Regions from separate parts of the Zea mays genome. Here region 2 is linked to region 1. The links are chromatin contacts, called in public Hi-C maps. All regions are on one chromosome and are shown on one strand. The core of a region is the stretch at or near the end of the contact, and the rest is flanking DNA. Distances in the headings are between cores, read along the strand shown. Region 1 holds the start of LOC100191615. Region 2 holds the start of LOC100280667.

Region 1 (4,409 bases), core at 1,712-4,211:
GGGCAACCCACAGCCTCCGCGCGGACACCCGCCACCGCCGCGCGGCGTACAGCCGAGCGACCCCTGCCGCTGCCCGCCTCAGCGAAGCCCACGCCCTCGCGGCGCCACCCTCGGGCTGCGACGACGACAGCCTCTGGTAGGACGTGACTCGCATCGCGGAGCTCGTGGCCGGCGGCCCGGCTTGACCGGAGCTGGAGCTGGGGCTTAGCTTCTGATCGTCCTACTAATGTGACGTGCGCACGCCGACGTGGTTGGCGACTTGGTTGGTTCGATGTGCGCGGCTCACTCGGGGCTTTATAATCGTGGTGCAGCATGATCAGCATGCCACCGTAGTCATGTGTTGGATCCAGGGGTGTTTTGGTGTTTTCCGGGCGGGCATTTCCTGGAGTTGTTTCGCACAACTTCTTCGGACGAGCTGGACAGTGGGGCGGGCCTCAAGCTGGACAAAGACGACGACATCCTCTTCGTCTCTCTAGCTGCCAAATGGATCGATCCACTGCTACGGATCGTTCTCTGTACTCCGATCATTCTTGATAGTGGCATTTTCCACTCCAAGATTATCGGTTTTTCTTTATTCTCTATTCGTTTCTTCCGGATTCCCTCCCAGAATCGTTTCAGACGGAAACATGATCGACACTCCTATAATATAAACAGTATTGGCGTTTTCCTAGATGATCGACATAGTTCGGCAAAAACATGATCTGTTTTCCTAGATGACGTGATTGGCATAGTTCTCAGACGGAGACGACAATAAATTGGGACGACAAACCAGAGGCCGTTTGATTGCATCTGGTGAAACGAATTGCGAGCGCCAGTTCCAATTTCCAAACCAGCTGTTGAGAAGGGCGATTCCCCTTTGTTTATATAAGTTCTCAGGGATGTTTAAAGGTTGTTGACAGCTCAATCCAATCAGCTCGAACGACGGCAAAATCTGATAGACCATCCAGGCCATTGCAGAGCACCTGTCCATTTATACCAACTCTGAACTCATATTTTAGAGCCAGCATTGAGCTGATCTGTAAACATATCAGCAAGAACAGGACATCACAACTGTCAACAACCTTCAGTCATCATTAACTCCCCATTGCAGCTGCTCTAGCAGCCCGGTTTTTTTATAAACAAGACAGTCCTGGCATAAGTATCCGCTATTCTATTAACGGCATTCCAGGATTTCCTGTACAAGAAAAGAGAATGCAATTTGAATCAAAATAAGGGTCTTGCAAGACTAGGTGGCTAGATTTAGCTGACTACAGAGCATGTGTTGGTCCAGTTCAGTGCCAGTCCATTTCTCATTTCTTCGCCTTGGAGAAGCGGAGGCACCTGTACTTCTCACCACTGACAGTGATCTCAAGGGCTCCATCTTGGTTGTCTTGGCTCGATGCTGTTCCCATGAGGACGCTTTTTTCCTTCTCTAAATTCTCCTTTTCCATCTTCAGCCTGGCTTCTTGCCGTGCGATCTCGGCCTGTACAGAACAGGATTGGAACACAAGTCATGTTGCAGGTCCCTAATTACAGTTAATAGTGATGATCGGAGACATGCTTGACTTTCATCCATCAGGAAGATCCTACCCAAATGCATACTGCTCGCTCTAAGTCTTCTAATACATTTAAAGAAAACTGACCTGGCACGACCATCAACTAATTTTGCTCCTAATTAGGCAAAAGAGAACCGGCTTTACTGTTCTCGCTTCAATACTACAGGTGTTAATGATGATGATCTAGTACCAAGTGACTAAGCACTTGCTTTGTATATAAAATACCGTGTTACAGTTTGAACTAAGTCATTCCATATCAAGCACTTCAAATTAAGCCTTCCGTATAATGAGAGTTATTGATTCAACCATAGCCCAACATATGAGCACTTGTACATAACATAGCATGAGTCAAGAACTGCATTGCTGGCCAGACCATCATTGACTGAGAGAAATGAGACATAGTAAAGACATAACTAGTTAACTACATTAACTCATGGCTACTGAACACGTAATAAGAAACAGGCCAAATGTGTGCAAGCTTCCATAAGTGAAGCAAGACGGGCAAGGCAAAGCACAGCAAAATGAAATTTGGGCCATTTGGATTCTGATCTAGACGTCTCCTATTCTTATGGAGTTGTGGTTGACCTGCCACCCGGTATATGAATTTGATCTCCTCACCCATATACACTTTCTACTCCAAGAACTAACCCCACCCAACACCTCTCTCCTTGGTGCCACCACTCATCAATCACACCCCACCAATTACCAAGCCTCCACTTCCACTTTGCGAACCCAAATTTCCCTGTGAATTCATCCTTGTTGTTAGCGGCTCCCATTTCTGCCTTCTAAACACTCCTCGTTTCCTCTCCAATTTCCCCTACTGGCACCAAAACCCGCTACGGGTTTCACCTAAATGTAACTGAATTCTGATTCCCGAACTGACAATTCCGGCTTGCACCTTGGAGCATAAATCTCAACAAACCTGAAAATGTGTCGACATTGGGTAACATCGGCTAACTCATCGACGGCAAGTACAGCACGCAAGCAGGAGCAGCGCGCACTGATTGTTTCAACACCAGGACAGACGGAAGTAAAAAAGAAAAAAAAAAGAAACTGCGACGATTACCTCGCGACGGGATAGCTCGGCCTTCCAGGCGGCCTCCCGCTCGGCGACCTCGCGCTCGCGCTCCTCGATGTAGCTCTGCATCTCGCGCTCCTTCATGACGCGGTCTTGGATGTCCGCGTCCAGCGCCTCCTGCAGCTCCTTCACGAACCGGTCTACAACCGCCTTGATCCGCACCGACATCGCGGCCCCGCCCGCCTTCCCCTTCTGTTCTTCCCCTCTCCTTCCTGCTCCCCCCGCGCCACACGCCTCGGGCGCAGCAATAAACAAGGTCAAAGAACGTACCACTCCTTTTGCGTATCGCTACCGGCGCCGGTCTCCGGCGATATCCATGGGCGGCGGCTAGGGTTCCGAGGTAGCAAAGTGGGCGTCGGAGTATCGTGGACCGCTAGTTCACTTCCCTGATTCCCTCTTTCTAAACCATAGATTTTCAAGCAATTACATGTGTCATGTGTGAGCCATAGATTTTCAAGCAATTACATGTGTCATGTGTGAGGTGAGACGCGCGGTCATCTCACGGTGAGAGCACACGTTACGCGCGCTCATAAAGTAAACATTTAGGGCGGAAACCCCATTTTTTCATGAGATTTTCAATTTCCCAAATAAAAATAATTATTTTTTTTTTGATAAAATATTTTTTTTTAAAAATAGGGTTTACAAAAACTAGCACTTAGGATCGTGTTTTTTTTCCGGGAGAGAAATATTTTTTCTGGATTTGGTTTACATCTTTCCAATCTTATTAGAAACTTATCCATAACCTTTGGTGTTTGATATTTGCAGTGCAACACAGATTATGAGAAAACATCCGAGAGAAGCCGTCTCAAATTCAGTAGTCAGATACCGACATGCTGCATCGGGGAGTACACGGCATCAGTTGCAGACGACAATAAGCAACCACCTGACAATGAACGATTAACACTGATAGCAAGAGCTACAATCTTGACACCACCTACAAGCTACTGCTGCAGCGCTGCTTCTCCCTGAGTGAGCTTCGGCCTTCATCTGTTCCTCACGCATCTTTGTTGCTTCTACCAGTTTTACCATGGTCAGACGGTGTCCGGGGTCGTCATTTCCAGGACAGGCCGGGGAAGCCCACTGGCTGCTGCTGCTGCCCATAGCCGCCGCCGCCGCCGCCACTGGCCCCTGCGTGCGGCGGGCTCGGGGCGCCGCCGGATGACTCGCTCAGGCTCAATGTGCCTCTGGACGGCGGGCTGCTCGGCCCTGCCGCCACGCCCGTCGGCGCGAGCTTTAGTGGCGCCGGTGACGGGTCTGGCGGTGACGGAGCAAGCTGCTGCTGCTGCTGCTTCGGCTTCTTCTCTCCATCGGCGTCGAAGGTCCCCACTACGATCTGCACAGTACAGACAACAATGGTGGTCAGTCACTGATCACGGCGCAACCGGAGGAAGGCAATGAATGCGTCGAAAGGAAATACAAGGAGAAACGGTCGACGACATATTTCAGCAGGATCAAGAGAACAGCTGCAGCCTGCAGACCTGCACCGGTGAAGCAGCTGTCAGAAGTCCGGCGACACTGCCACCCAGGACACGGCCGTCGGGGCCTGCTAGCGAAACGCTGAGCCCACCGGTTCGACTGCGATGGCCACCATCCTCTGACAGAAGAAACGACCCGGACAGAGACAGTATCTCGAAACGACCCTGCGCAGTGCAGGAAACAAAATTTTAGTTTCCATCGTCACCTACTACGCAGCACAAAACACCAGCGACAGTGATAACTCGTAGTGGACAATAAACATCAGTAAGATCACTCTTCTGAATCACTCACTAATTATACCTGGCCGTAGAGTACTCGAG
Region 2 (4,626 bases), core at 467-2,966, 180 kb after region 1:
CAACGCTGATCGATCCACTGCCAGCTGATTAATCAAGTATGGCGACTGGCAACAACCGACAAACAACTGCAGTTAAGCGACCCAGCTCGCTAGCTATAGGTGGTCTGAATAATCATTGTACGTCAGTCTCATGCAGCCTAAGGAACAATGCAAGCTGACCAGATCCAGATGTGCAGTTTTGGATTGGCAGCCTACGTGTTCGGTTCCTGACCGGGCTTCCAGCTGGGACCTAGTAACAAATTTATCTTGTCCTAAACAAAACAAACAAGAAAACTTTGCATATGCATGCGTATATATTGGTTGAAAATGCATTGACATATATGGTTCCTGCATGCATGCTGCTGATTGGCCTGTTGATATACATACGTTGTTAGTATGTCTCTATTCCAAATTAAAATCCGTTTTATATTTTTAATAAATTTATAAAATAATTGATATATGTGTTTTATATATGAGTTTAGGTTTATAATCATCCATTCTGACATAATAATCAATAGCTAAAACAGATACTAATGTAGGACTGAACATATGCATTGCATCTGCATGCATGCATATGTGTCGTATGACTGCTGAGAAGGGGCCTGCCGCTTTTAGGGTCTGTTTCGTTGGGCTGTGGCTGTGAAAAAAGCTGTTATGTGCTGTGAGTTGTGAAAAAAAGTTGCTATTGGCTACGAACTGCTAAAAAGTTTAAAACTGTTTGGTGGAAACCACTAAAAGGCACTAAAATTTTTTCTATATATATTTTCACAGTTTCATCTGAAAGCCGCTAAAAACATGTCCAGAGGTGCTTTTAATTTTGCACTATAAAAAAGTCGGCTTTTCGAAAAAGCAACTTTCCAGATTCAACCTTTTGGTTTTGCTTTTAGCTTTTAAGGGCAAAAGCCAAAGACAAAAGCTAAACCAAACATACCCTTACTCTGGTTGCAGATAGATTCTTTCTTGAAAAAAGTTAAAAAAAATTATAATTAAGTCTCTGCCATGTATGGATAGGGCGGCAGGTACTCATTCATATATTTGTTTTAGTTCTAGAGTGTATAATTAAATTTCGAATATTTTTAAATCTAAAAATGAAAGAGTCTACTTAGGCGTTGTTTGACCAGCTTCTCTAAAAGTAACTCTAGTTTTGGCTTATCTTCAAGATCAACTCTTCTATAGAAGCTAATATTTTTTAATAAAATGTTTAGATAGGGGAGTGAGGGAGGAGCCGCTCGGAGCCAATTTTTTAGCTTCGGCTTTTCTCTACAAAAAATGACTTCGACTCCTCCGTAGTTTTTGTTGGGAGCGTTTTTTTAAACTGTTTGGGAGGCCTCCATAAGCCAAAGCCCTCCCAAACATGTCCTTTTAATCTGAGCATCCTTGTGCACCTTGTGGTTTGAAGTTGAACACGATGCTGCAATAGATGCCAGTAATCGCAAGATTAATATATCATCAAACTATAATACCGTAACTGCCTTTCCACGAAATGTTTTGACACAACTTGATGTCTTGACAGCGGACATTCTGAGGCGACAACCATTTTGACATACTTTTCTTACGAGAGTTGGCCCATTGTTCTTATAACAAAAATACCTGATAGTGCCGTACAGAGACGCGTTGTCGTTATTCAACTAGAGGACTTGGTCATTATGACTACGGCGACGGAAGGATGAAGGATCCCTCGAAGGAACCAACCCCAGGACGCCTTGGCATCCCCCCTGCGTCGACACTTCGACAGACATTGTGTTAGCCGATGTCACTCTGCTTTTAGCCTTTTGCCAAGTGCCAACAGCCAGGTCGAAAGGACATCTGACCGGCAGCAGGCAGACATCCGTCGCCCGCCATGGAGTCCTCATGGCTCCTCCTGCTCTCGTGCCTTCCGGCCGTATGGGTGCTTGCCGCGGCGGCGGCGGCGGCGGCGGGGCGGAGTCCCGGCTGCGCGACGAGGTGCGGCGAGATCGACGTCCCGTACCCGTTCGGCCTGGACCCGCAGTGCGCGATCCACGCGGGCTTTTGGCTCAACTGCACCACCGTGGATGGCGCCACCAAGCTGCTCGACAAGAACTCGGAGGTGACCAAGATCTCCGTGGAGGATGGCAAGGCCTGGTTCAAGAACTTCATCTCCCGGCAGTGCTACAACCAATCCTCGGGTGACATGTTCGAAAACAACGCGTGGGTCGACTATACCGGCGAGCCCTACGTTCTGTCGGCAGAGGATAATAAGATCATCGTCCTCGGGTGCAATAGTATGGCCTACATGCAGAGCGACTCTGTAAGTATACTCCTCAGTTAGCACTAGCAGTACCTGGTGTTCTTGGCCTCTCTCTCTCGTGCGGCCAAACTCTGCGCCTTAGCTGATAGTGATACATACACACTGCAGTACATAATCGGCTGCATGTCGACATGCGACGGCCCACTGAAGAACGGCTCATGCTCCGGCACCGCTGGCTGCTGCCAGGCGGAGCTCCCGCCGGGCGTCCAGTTTTACCAAGGCTTCTTCAACTCGCTGCACAACACCACCAAGATATGGAAGCAAACACCCTGCAACTACATCACCGTGATGGAGAGCGCGGCCTTCAGCTTCAGCTCCACCTACCTCACCTCGACGGTGTTGTACGACTCCGACGACGGGAGGACGCCGGTCGTGATGGAGTGGGGAATCACACGGCAGAAGTGCGAAGAAGCCAAAGCCAACAAGACTGCGTACGCGTGTGTCAGCGACCATAGCGACTGCGTCTACAGCGATGCCGCCGGCTACCGCTGCAGGTGCTCCGGCGGATTCAAAGGCAACCCGTACGTCGTAGATGGATGCGCAGGTTCGTTCCTCTTGCGCGCCCAGACATCCATATCCATGCATGCACAAGTTACAAACCGATGCGATTTTTTCGTGCGGTTTTCAGATATTGACGAGTGCTTGGACAGTGCTACCTACCCCTGCGCTGGGATATGCAAAAACACACTCGGGAATTTCACATGTTCCTGCCCACGAGGAAGAAGCATGATCAATGGCGTTTGCGTGAAAAGTCAGAGGTCAACTTGGATGGCGCCGGTTGTTGGTAGGTCGCTGCACAAGTTGCGTTAGGAAAATTCCCTACCGGGAGCACCTGCTTTTTTTTCCTACACTTTTTCAATGCTTTCCGGGTGTTTACAGAAGGAGTAATAAGTAACCTTCGTTAGGAAAATCGTGATGCATTGCAGGCGCAAGTGTTGGGCTGGTGACTCTCGTGATCGGCGTTACCTGCGCATACCTGGTCCGAGAACGGCGAAAGCTGCACCGCGTCAAGCAGAGCTACTTCCGGCGGCACGGCGGCCTGCTCCTGTTCGAGGAACTGAAGTCGCAGCACCACCAGCAGGGCGCCGCCGCGTTCACGATCTTCTCCGAGGAAGAGCTGCAGCAAGCCACGGACAGGTTCGACGCGCAGCGGGTCCTTGGCCACGGGGGCCACGGGACCGTGTACAAGGGAGTGCTGAAGAGCGGCACCGCCACCGAGATAGCCGTGAAGAGATGCATGACCATCGACGAGCAGCAGAAGAAAGAGTTCGGCAAGGAGATGCTCATCCTGTCCCAGGTCAACCACAGGAACATCGTGAAGCTCCTCGGCTGCTGCCTCGAGGTGGAAGTCCCCATTCTCGTCTACGAGTTCGTCCCGAACGGCACGCTGTTCGACCTCATCCACGGCGACCACGGCCAGCGCGTCTCGCTGGACACCCGCCTCAGGATCGCCTACGAGTCCGCCGAGGCGCTGGCCTACCTCCACTCCTGCGCGTCCCCGCCGATCCTCCACGGCGACGTCAAGTCCACCAACATCCTCCTAGACGGCGACTACGCGGCCAAGGTCTCCGACTTCGGCGCGTCCATTCTGGCGCCGAACGACAAGTCGCAGTTCGTCACCGTTGTGCAAGGCACGTGCGGGTACCTTGACCCGGAGTACATGCAGACGTACGAGTTGACGGACAAGAGCGATGTGTACAGCTTTGGGGTCGTTCTCCTGGAGCTGCTCACGGGCAAGAAGGCGTTCGACCTCCAAGGGTCTGAGCAGGACAGGAGTCTCTCCATGAGGTTCTTGTACGCGATGAAGGAGAACAGGCTTGAGGACATCCTAGACGATCAGATCAAGAACAGTGAGAGCATCGAGTACCTTGAGGAGATCGCAGAGCTGGCGAGACAGTGCTTAGAGATGAGTGGTGTGAATAGGCCGACGATGAAGGAGGTTGCAGATAAGCTTGGTAGGTTGAGGAAGATCATGAAGCATCCATGGGCACATGAGGATCCTGAAGAATTGGACAGGTTGCTTGGAGAGCCGTCTACTACAACTAACTCGACCGCTACTACTGGGAATTTCATCATTGCAATTGGAGAGCCGTCTACAGCCAACTCCACCGCTAACACTGGGAATTTCAGCATTACAAAGAGAGCTGCCATGGGCTTGGAATCAGGACGTTAGCTACTGTAAATGAAATTATATTTACCTCATTCCATATGTATATAACAGATAGAGACTGTACATTTTCTTGGCGGTACAATTCCAGTTTTACATTACCAACATGAATAAAACAAAGACGCAAAGCTTTCTCTGAGAAACTGAGACTTTGTTGCTCATATGTAGCCATGGAAAACTGTGGTATCCAGTGCAATGCATGCGCATTGGT

The links. A called contact is a pair of places that touch in the nucleus more often than the background predicts.
Region 2: a Hi-C map of leaf shows a contact between it and region 1, with 4 times the contacts expected there. The contact joins the promoter of LOC100280667 here to the promoter of LOC100191615 in region 1. A contact is called at or near these places in 2 of 25 Hi-C or Micro-C datasets (leaf and leaf mesophyll).

The regions. Positions count from the first base shown.
Region 1 is chr7:138,757,611-138,762,019 of Zm-B73-REFERENCE-NAM-5.0, forward strand. LOC100191615 reads right to left here and starts at 2,962. Exons shown (of 2, transcript NM_001137044.1): 1 at 2,602-2,962; 2 at 1,053-1,463. The coding sequence starts at 2,781. The coding sequence ends at 1,290. LOC103632938 (AT-hook motif nuclear-localized protein 10) reads right to left here. Exons shown (of 6, transcript XM_020541426.2): 5 at 4,092-4,253; 6 at 3,335-3,946. The coding sequence ends at 3,665.
Region 2 is chr7:138,935,319-138,939,944 of Zm-B73-REFERENCE-NAM-5.0, forward strand. LOC100280667 reads left to right here and starts at 1,717. Exons shown (of 4, transcript NM_001367137.1): 1 at 1,717-2,248; 2 at 2,357-2,792; 3 at 2,877-3,032; 4 at 3,175-4,555. The coding sequence starts at 1,820. The coding sequence ends at 4,421.